Regions from separate parts of the Lactuca sativa genome. Here region 1 is linked to region 2. The links are chromatin contacts, called in public Hi-C maps. All regions are on one chromosome and are shown on one strand. Each heading gives the region's core, a stretch centred on a gene start, on an enhancer-like site or on the middle of the called end of the contact. The rest is flanking DNA. Distances are from core to core; before and after follow the strand shown. Region 1 holds the start of LOC111901304 (coronatine-insensitive protein 1). Region 2 holds the start of LOC111901305.

The links. A called contact is a pair of places that touch in the nucleus more often than the background predicts.
Region 1: a contact with region 2 is called in a Hi-C map of leaf, with 4 times the contacts expected there. The contact joins the promoter of LOC111901304 here to the promoter of LOC111901305 in region 2. A contact is called at or near these places in 3 of 4 Hi-C or Micro-C datasets (leaf and seed).

Annotation. Positions count from the first base shown.
Region 1 is chr2:219,184,140-219,187,876 of Lsat_Salinas_v11, forward strand. It overlaps LOC111901304 (coronatine-insensitive protein 1), which reads left to right and starts at 1,530. Exons shown (of 3, transcript XM_023897158.3): 1 at 1,530-2,686; 2 at 3,712-3,737. The coding sequence starts at 2,193.
Region 2 is chr2:218,984,149-218,987,818 of Lsat_Salinas_v11, forward strand. It overlaps LOC111901305, which reads left to right and starts at 1,930. Exons shown (of 4, transcript XM_023897159.3): 1 at 1,930-2,477; 2 at 2,714-2,829. The coding sequence starts at 2,103.

The sequences.
Region 1 (3,737 bases), core at 280-2,779, 200 kb after region 2:
TCTAAACATTAGTATTCGAATCCATCATCTTTTAGCTTCTTAAGTTAGTTTTAAAAGTACGTTGCTATAATAGTAAAACTTAGATCATAGAGTGCATGTACATTTATGATAATTTTTTTTGATATTTTCGTTGCCATGATCTAGTATATAGTTGCATAGAAAACCCAACAATTTTTACAACACCTCAACTCTAATTTCACCCTAGAAATTTCAGATTATATTTAGGGTTTTACTGAGAACTTTCAATTTCACCATCTAATTAATATTCAAAATCAAGAGAGGGAGGTATCTTACCTTGATACAAGGATTTGAAAGTTAAATCTTTGAAATTCTTAAGCTCCGACACATTTGTTGGACGTGTGTGTGTATGAAAATTGCACCTAAGTGTGTATTTTTGTGAATATGGGATCAAAATGACCAACTGAGTGCTATTTCTTATTTCTATGTCTGCAACGTCATCGTGTCGCGATCCATATTGGGCTGCATCGTACTTTTGACTTTTCGCGAGACTTTTATATCCAACACTCCTTAACTTCATAGTTAATGTTAAGCAATCTACTTTCGTCGTGCCGCGATAAGACTTTTTTGCGTCATGTTTTCTCCAAAATACATTACGTTCAATATTCAACTTACGTAACTCGATTACTGTTTAGAATACGCGTTGTGACCCCTTCTTGTCGCGTCGTGATTTCTTCTAATTATGTTTTCTTTGTAATTTTTCATGTGTAGCTTCATCAACTTGTACCCTTATACTAATAAGGTTTAATATTGTTCCAAAAAACATTATAAAAATTCTTACTACATACATACATAATTATTACACTGTAAGTTTAGAAAATAAGTATCACACACCTTTTTAAATATCTTGATACTGTTAGATTAAATGTCTTATGGTAATTTATCTACCATTTAGTTGGAGAATTATAAAAAGACATAATAAAATAATTGGGTATCCAGTACCAGAAACAGTAAAATCTACAGAATTGGTTAAACCGGTTTTTACTCCAACATAATAAAAACCGTCGATTTCGGTTCCTGACAATTATAGCGGGTACCCATCTATGCTCACCTATTTATGGCAGAAGTGGTTGACTGGTGACAGCAATTATAGTGTTGGTGATGTTTAGCGAAGGACATCGTGGATGGCGGGGATGAGTGACAAATGTGATATTGATCGGTGGAGGTGGTTGATAAAAAAAATGTTACAATTTTAGTCTTTATGGGGTGGAGGTGAGATAAGGGTCCTTGATATTTTATAATTATAAATAATTAAACAGAAAGAAAAAAATTGTAATAATTAAAAAAGTAACTGTTTTAGGAAGATTGAAGTTAGATAATTTTAACAAAAAGGGATCACTTATATCAATTTTGTTAAAGTTGGACCAAATATGAAGATGGAAGGAAACCAAAGTGAAAAAAAAATGTAATTTACTCTATATATTAAAAGTTAAAGTTGGTGATGGTATTTTTAGGTTATCCTGATGCACAACAGTGTCTTGTCGTTTGCAGAGTTGCAGAATCTTTAACGAGTTCTCCCAATTAACCCTTGGCACATCATTAATAATCCCCATCTCTTCACAACTGTCTTCTCTCTTTTATAAGTTCTTGGTTGTAGAGCCTCTTAAAACAACTTTCCATTTTTATCGTTCCCCATATAAACTCCTCCAACTGTCGCCGTCAGATCTCTATCTCTTACCCAATCCTAACCGTGCACTTCTCTGCTCCTTACTCTCACTCCAACTTTCTCTCTCTAGCCCCCCATTCGTGGATCTCGTCACTCCTAAATTCTCTAATTGTTTACATCTCTTTTTTATCTCTAATAAGGAATCCTTCCTAAAGAAATCTTTTCAACCTGGTTTTTCCTAATCGGATTATATCCATCTTTGAACCTTCTTGATTTGAAGTCGGTTTTTGTTTCTTTCTTGATTTCAACTCGAGGTTTTGTTTTCTCATACGAATCTTTCCTAAATCCTTCTTTTCAGTTCCAGTTTTCGTAATCTAGTCACGAATCTCAAAAAACTTTCTTGATTTGAAGTTGGATTTTTGTATCTTTCTGGGTTTTGGTTTGTTTCCCTCATTAATTCTTCTCCAAGAATCCCTCCGACTCACTGTTTTCAACTTGGTTTTCTGGGAATCCAATCATAAGCTTGTAATTTTTTTGATTCCAACTAGGGTACTTCTTGAATTTGATTATGGAGGATCGGAACTACATCAGCCAGTCGTCCCAGCGAGTTCACGGCATGTCTGACATCGTTTTCGAGTGCGTGTTATCGTACATACACGACACACGTGACCGGCAGTCCATATCTTTGGTCTGCCGGAGGTTATGGCAACTCGAAGCTCATACACGAAAACACGTAACAATAGCGCTGTGTTACACGGCAACTCCTAAACAGCTCTCACGGAGGTTCCCGTTTCTAGAGTCCTTGACAATAAAAGGGAAGCCACGCGCCGCCATGTATAACTTGATTCCGGAGGACTGGGGTGGGTTTGCAACGCCGTGGGTGGAGGAGATTGCGAAATCTTTCAGTTGCATAAAAGCTGTGCACTTCAGAAGGATGATTGTAAAGGATGAAGATCTTGAACTCTTAGCCCGCGAGCGTGGGTCTGTTCTTCAGGTTCTTAAGCTTGATAAATGTTCTGGATTTTCTACTGATGGGCTTCGCCATATTTGTCGCTCTTGCAGGTATTTTTGTCGTCTTATGGCTTCTATTAATAACGTGTTTAACTGTTAAAATCTCATTAGAGATTGGATTCATTGAGAGTTTAATCTTCACATTTTTGTATAAAAACCTTTTTCTCTAAATTATTTCTGGATTACTCTGTTGTGTTTTTCTTTTTTGGGAAATTGTTATACAGTTAAATTTGTCTTCTCTTCTTTTATTCTTTGCTCTGCTTCAATAATTTGTGAGTGCAAGTTATTAGTAGCGAAATTTACAAATGATCTATCTTTTTTTTTTTATTATTTAATTTAAGAAGATGAGTGAATCTTTGGCAAATCTTTTATTTGACATCTTTAGAAGTTATCTCTGTTAAAACCCAACGATTCATATTCTTTTTTTCTTGATTTCTATGAATTAATAATTATGAGAGTAACGATGGATTTGGGTGAAATTATTTGACCTTGATGAAATGTTAGGTCCTCAATGTGAATGCTTGAATATATCTAGAAGGTTATGACATTTTCTTGAAATGCACTCAAAGCTATAATTAATCAACAAAAATGGCATTTTTCTACATAATTATGGTGGGGTTTTGATTTTCTGTAGATTACATTATTTTGTGCCATGTTTCCTTCTTTTATTCTTTTTCAGAATTATTTGATGCCATTAGTAGCAATTAACAGAGTGTTGTTTTTTAGCATGAATTACTTCTTGTCGTCGAGCTTCTTTTCTACATCCATCATTCAAGATTCATGATTACATTTGACTATTTTGTTTCACATTCATAGCTTTTGAAAACGTTTAGCATCGGGTATTATTTAAATTCCTTGAAACTGGAAGACTTTATATTGATGTCAGAAAATTCAACAGTTTGACTTCAAATGTCAACGGATCATACTCGTCTAATACAATATCAAACGCATTAATACTTGTTTCTTTTACGTGTCATACATAACAAGCTGTAAAACCCTTTTTGTTATTCTAAATTGTGATTCTAGGAATTATATGCAATTGGACATGTTAAACTTATAGTTTTATGCAATTACAGGAACCTTAGAGTCCTGTTTTTAGAAG
Region 2 (3,670 bases), core at 680-3,179:
GGGTCAAAGTAACATTTAAAAAAAATAGAGGGGTGGAAAATGTATTTCATAAAGTCGATGAGTAAAGTCCATGCAACGGTCTAAATGTGGTCAAAAGTTCTTATGTGTGGAAATCTCTAATGGATGCGATACAATCGAGCCTTGCCCCTCCTTTAATATAAGAAAACCTGAAAACAATTAAACCACAACCCATAAACATAAAGTTTAGTGAGTTTTCCAAATACCACACCTAATATATATATATATATATATATATATATATATATATATATATATATATATATATATATATATATATATATATATATATAACAACACATAGTTGTATCGATATATATTGGACTATATTATGCTTAAAAAGGGCAAAACGATCATTATCATATAAAAAAGTTGTATCGGGTCCATAGCAATCCTGAGTCCATATTGACTCCGAGCCTAGGTCGGCTCAGTCGGGTCCGTATTAACCCTGAGTCTATAATGACTCCGAGCCCAAGTCGACTCTATTGGGTTCGTATCAATCCGAGTCCATAATGACTCTGATCCCTTACTCCATGCATGCAACATACAAACTTAAAACATCATTCCTTTATACTCACAATAGTCCCAAAATATAGGGTCTTTGATGGATCCAAACTTGAAACATCATTTATAGCAACCAAAAGAACCTTCTTGATCTTTAAGTTGCATTAAAATATTATACAAAGCATCTAAAAGAGGAGAAATGAGAGGGGTGGAGCTTAAATCTTGAAGATGGAGGCTAAGGTTTCTCCTAAAGGGTTATAGATACAATGGATGCTCATAAAATGGGCAAAATGTCGAAATCTTATACTTAAATACATTGAAAACCCTAAAAATCATGAGTTTGGGCCTGACAGACTGCCACTCCGTGGCAACGTTTGTCCACTCCATGGAAATTGCTACGCCGTGACAACTTACTCATTATTCTGTGAAGATCTGCTCACCACTCTGTGGCAACGGTTTTTCACCAAAATTGATTACAACTTCAAACAAACATAACTTCTTCGTTACAACTCCATTTTCGGCGATTTTTATATGCATGAAAAGATAATGATAAGCTCCACAACCCTATATAATTACTTTTGACTTAAAACATATTGAACTAAAATCATTAATTCATCCAAGAAGTTCGAAGCATCACTTTTCCCATTTTACCCTTGGCTCAAAAACATTAATCAAGGGCTTAGATCACATAACTAATATTATCAATAACCAATAAGGTCTAAACCTTATTTTGTTGAAACCCAAGGCCTTCCCATGATCAAATTATGTTCCACAATCCCGAAATAAGAAACTTTTCAAAACAAGATGTTACAGGAACTGTGGTACAATCTTGTGAAGAAAGACAAATATAGAGAACGGGACGTCGATGTCAACACCATCATCGACATCATTGGATGTGACAATGGTGCAGATGAAAGAGACGACATAAAATAAGAAACTTTGTTTCCTATTTTTTTAACTTCAAATTATTTAAGAAACGATAACATTTTCAACTCACAAGCATAAACCCTTACTTTATATTAATGTTAGCTGTAAATACATATGGTATAAATTTTTAAAACCACAATGATCATTTGTGTTAAAAAATTTTCCTAGAAACTTATAATGATAATTTTCAAAAACCACAGGTACTATTTTGTATAATTTTGTCTAAAAATAAATATCAATAGCGGCGGGAAGATTATACCATAAAAAACAATAAAATATCTCTATAAAACAAAATAGTCGGCTCATTGAGGACGTGTCACATCTTTTACCACATTCAGACCGCTGCATGGACCTACTTTGCTGATCTGGTCCAAGCGTCAGCATGTCCCCACCGGACTCCAACCCTCCACTTTCAATACCACTTAAATTTCCTTTTCAAGTCCGTATCCTCTTACAACCCCTATATAAATATCTTTATATCATCTCTTATCTCTCTTATTTTGCCTCTGTACCAGTTATTATATACAATTTATCCGATAACAACCTCCGATTAGATCTCTGATCTAGGTTCTTGAATCGTCAATTGTTTTAATTTGTTAGGAATCGTTAATTTTGAATATAGAATTTGTGTTAAAAACCTAAAATCAATCAATATGAAAAATCATGATAAATCACAATCATCTGGTGATCGAGATGCCGATGATCAGCAGAAATCACCGGAAGATTCATCATCGTTGTCTCGTGGTCAGGCTTCTACGGATGCGGTTTCCGGAGATTCGTCGACAAGGAGGAACGGAAATAGAATCGGACTTGCGGAACGTTTGACCGATTTGTTTGTTGGTGATGGAGATAACGATGACGAATTGTTGATACAACGGAGCGTTCAAGGGACGGTTATACAGTGGCTACATGCGCTTGATATGCAGGTGATGGGAGCCTGTCGTGCTGATGAGAGGTTGAAGCCCTTGCTAAAGCTTAACGTGTGTAGCGGCGTGACTGAGGATCGATTGCTGTCGCATCTGAGCCAGGTATCTGTTCGATTTAGTTATACACTTAGATCATTCCATGGTGTAAGATAGAAACTATCTTGTGTAGTCTTTGACAAATTGTTACAAGAAACATCAAATTCTCTGAGGTTATAAACGTGAAAACGGAGATAGATTACTGCAATACATAATGTGACATGCTTATCATTGATTACTGCAATATATAATGTAATATGCTGATGATTATACCTAATTTGTTTTTCTTACGCTTCTTACAGCACTTTGAGCCATCAGAAGTTGGTTTGCTTGCAAGGTGCTTGTGTGTTCCGCTCGTGTCCATTCGTGTTGGCAAGATCGACAAGCAAGGGACTCTTCTAATTCCAAACAGTACAAGGTAGTTGCTAGTTGTAATTACTTTGTAACTTCATTACGATGCATGAAAGTATGTTTGATCTATCCATACCTTAGGTAGCATTTGGAATGTTGTTCACTTAGCTACCCGGTCTTAATTGTTAATTTGGATAATCTAGCAGAAGTTAGGATTTTCAAGCCTGGTTAAAATTTGTTTTTGGTCAGTATTATACAGGGGTTTAAGGCTCACCTCTGATAACTTTGGCTTTCCATCCTCATTCCCAGGGTACTAATAGCTGTCACTTTCTCCATTTATTGGCACTTAAAGCTTAAAGGAATGTTAGATGCATTTTAATGGGCTTAACGGTTTGGTTCTTGTTAGTAAGATACTAAGAGGTTGTAAGTGTTTATGCATAGGTTTCTAGAGTATGTTGAGTTGTTTCTTTCTTGGTCTACTTAATGTGAATTGGTACATGGGTAAGGCATTTATTTGATTGAGATTGTTGCTTATTTATTTATTTATTTATTATGTATTATTTGAAGAAATTGGGTGTCATTTGTATGACACAGGCAGGTAACCATGAAAAGATTGGTGGAATGGCATGGTTTATTTTATCAAATTTGTCAAGTCGTTATGAATATGATCTATGGTTTTCACTTTTCAGAGGTGTAAAAATATCTGCTGCAGCTGATTAGTTTCATTGTAGGACATGCCTATATCTGTCATGCCCTAAATCGTCTCACTGTTTTAATCTGTGCATCTTCCAATTTGAGTGCAGAATCCACATACTTCACGTGTGGTATTAGAGTTAAACATATGTTCGCATATAATTACTGGTATCTACATATTATGACATTTAATGAGTAGAAGCTGTAGGCTTGTG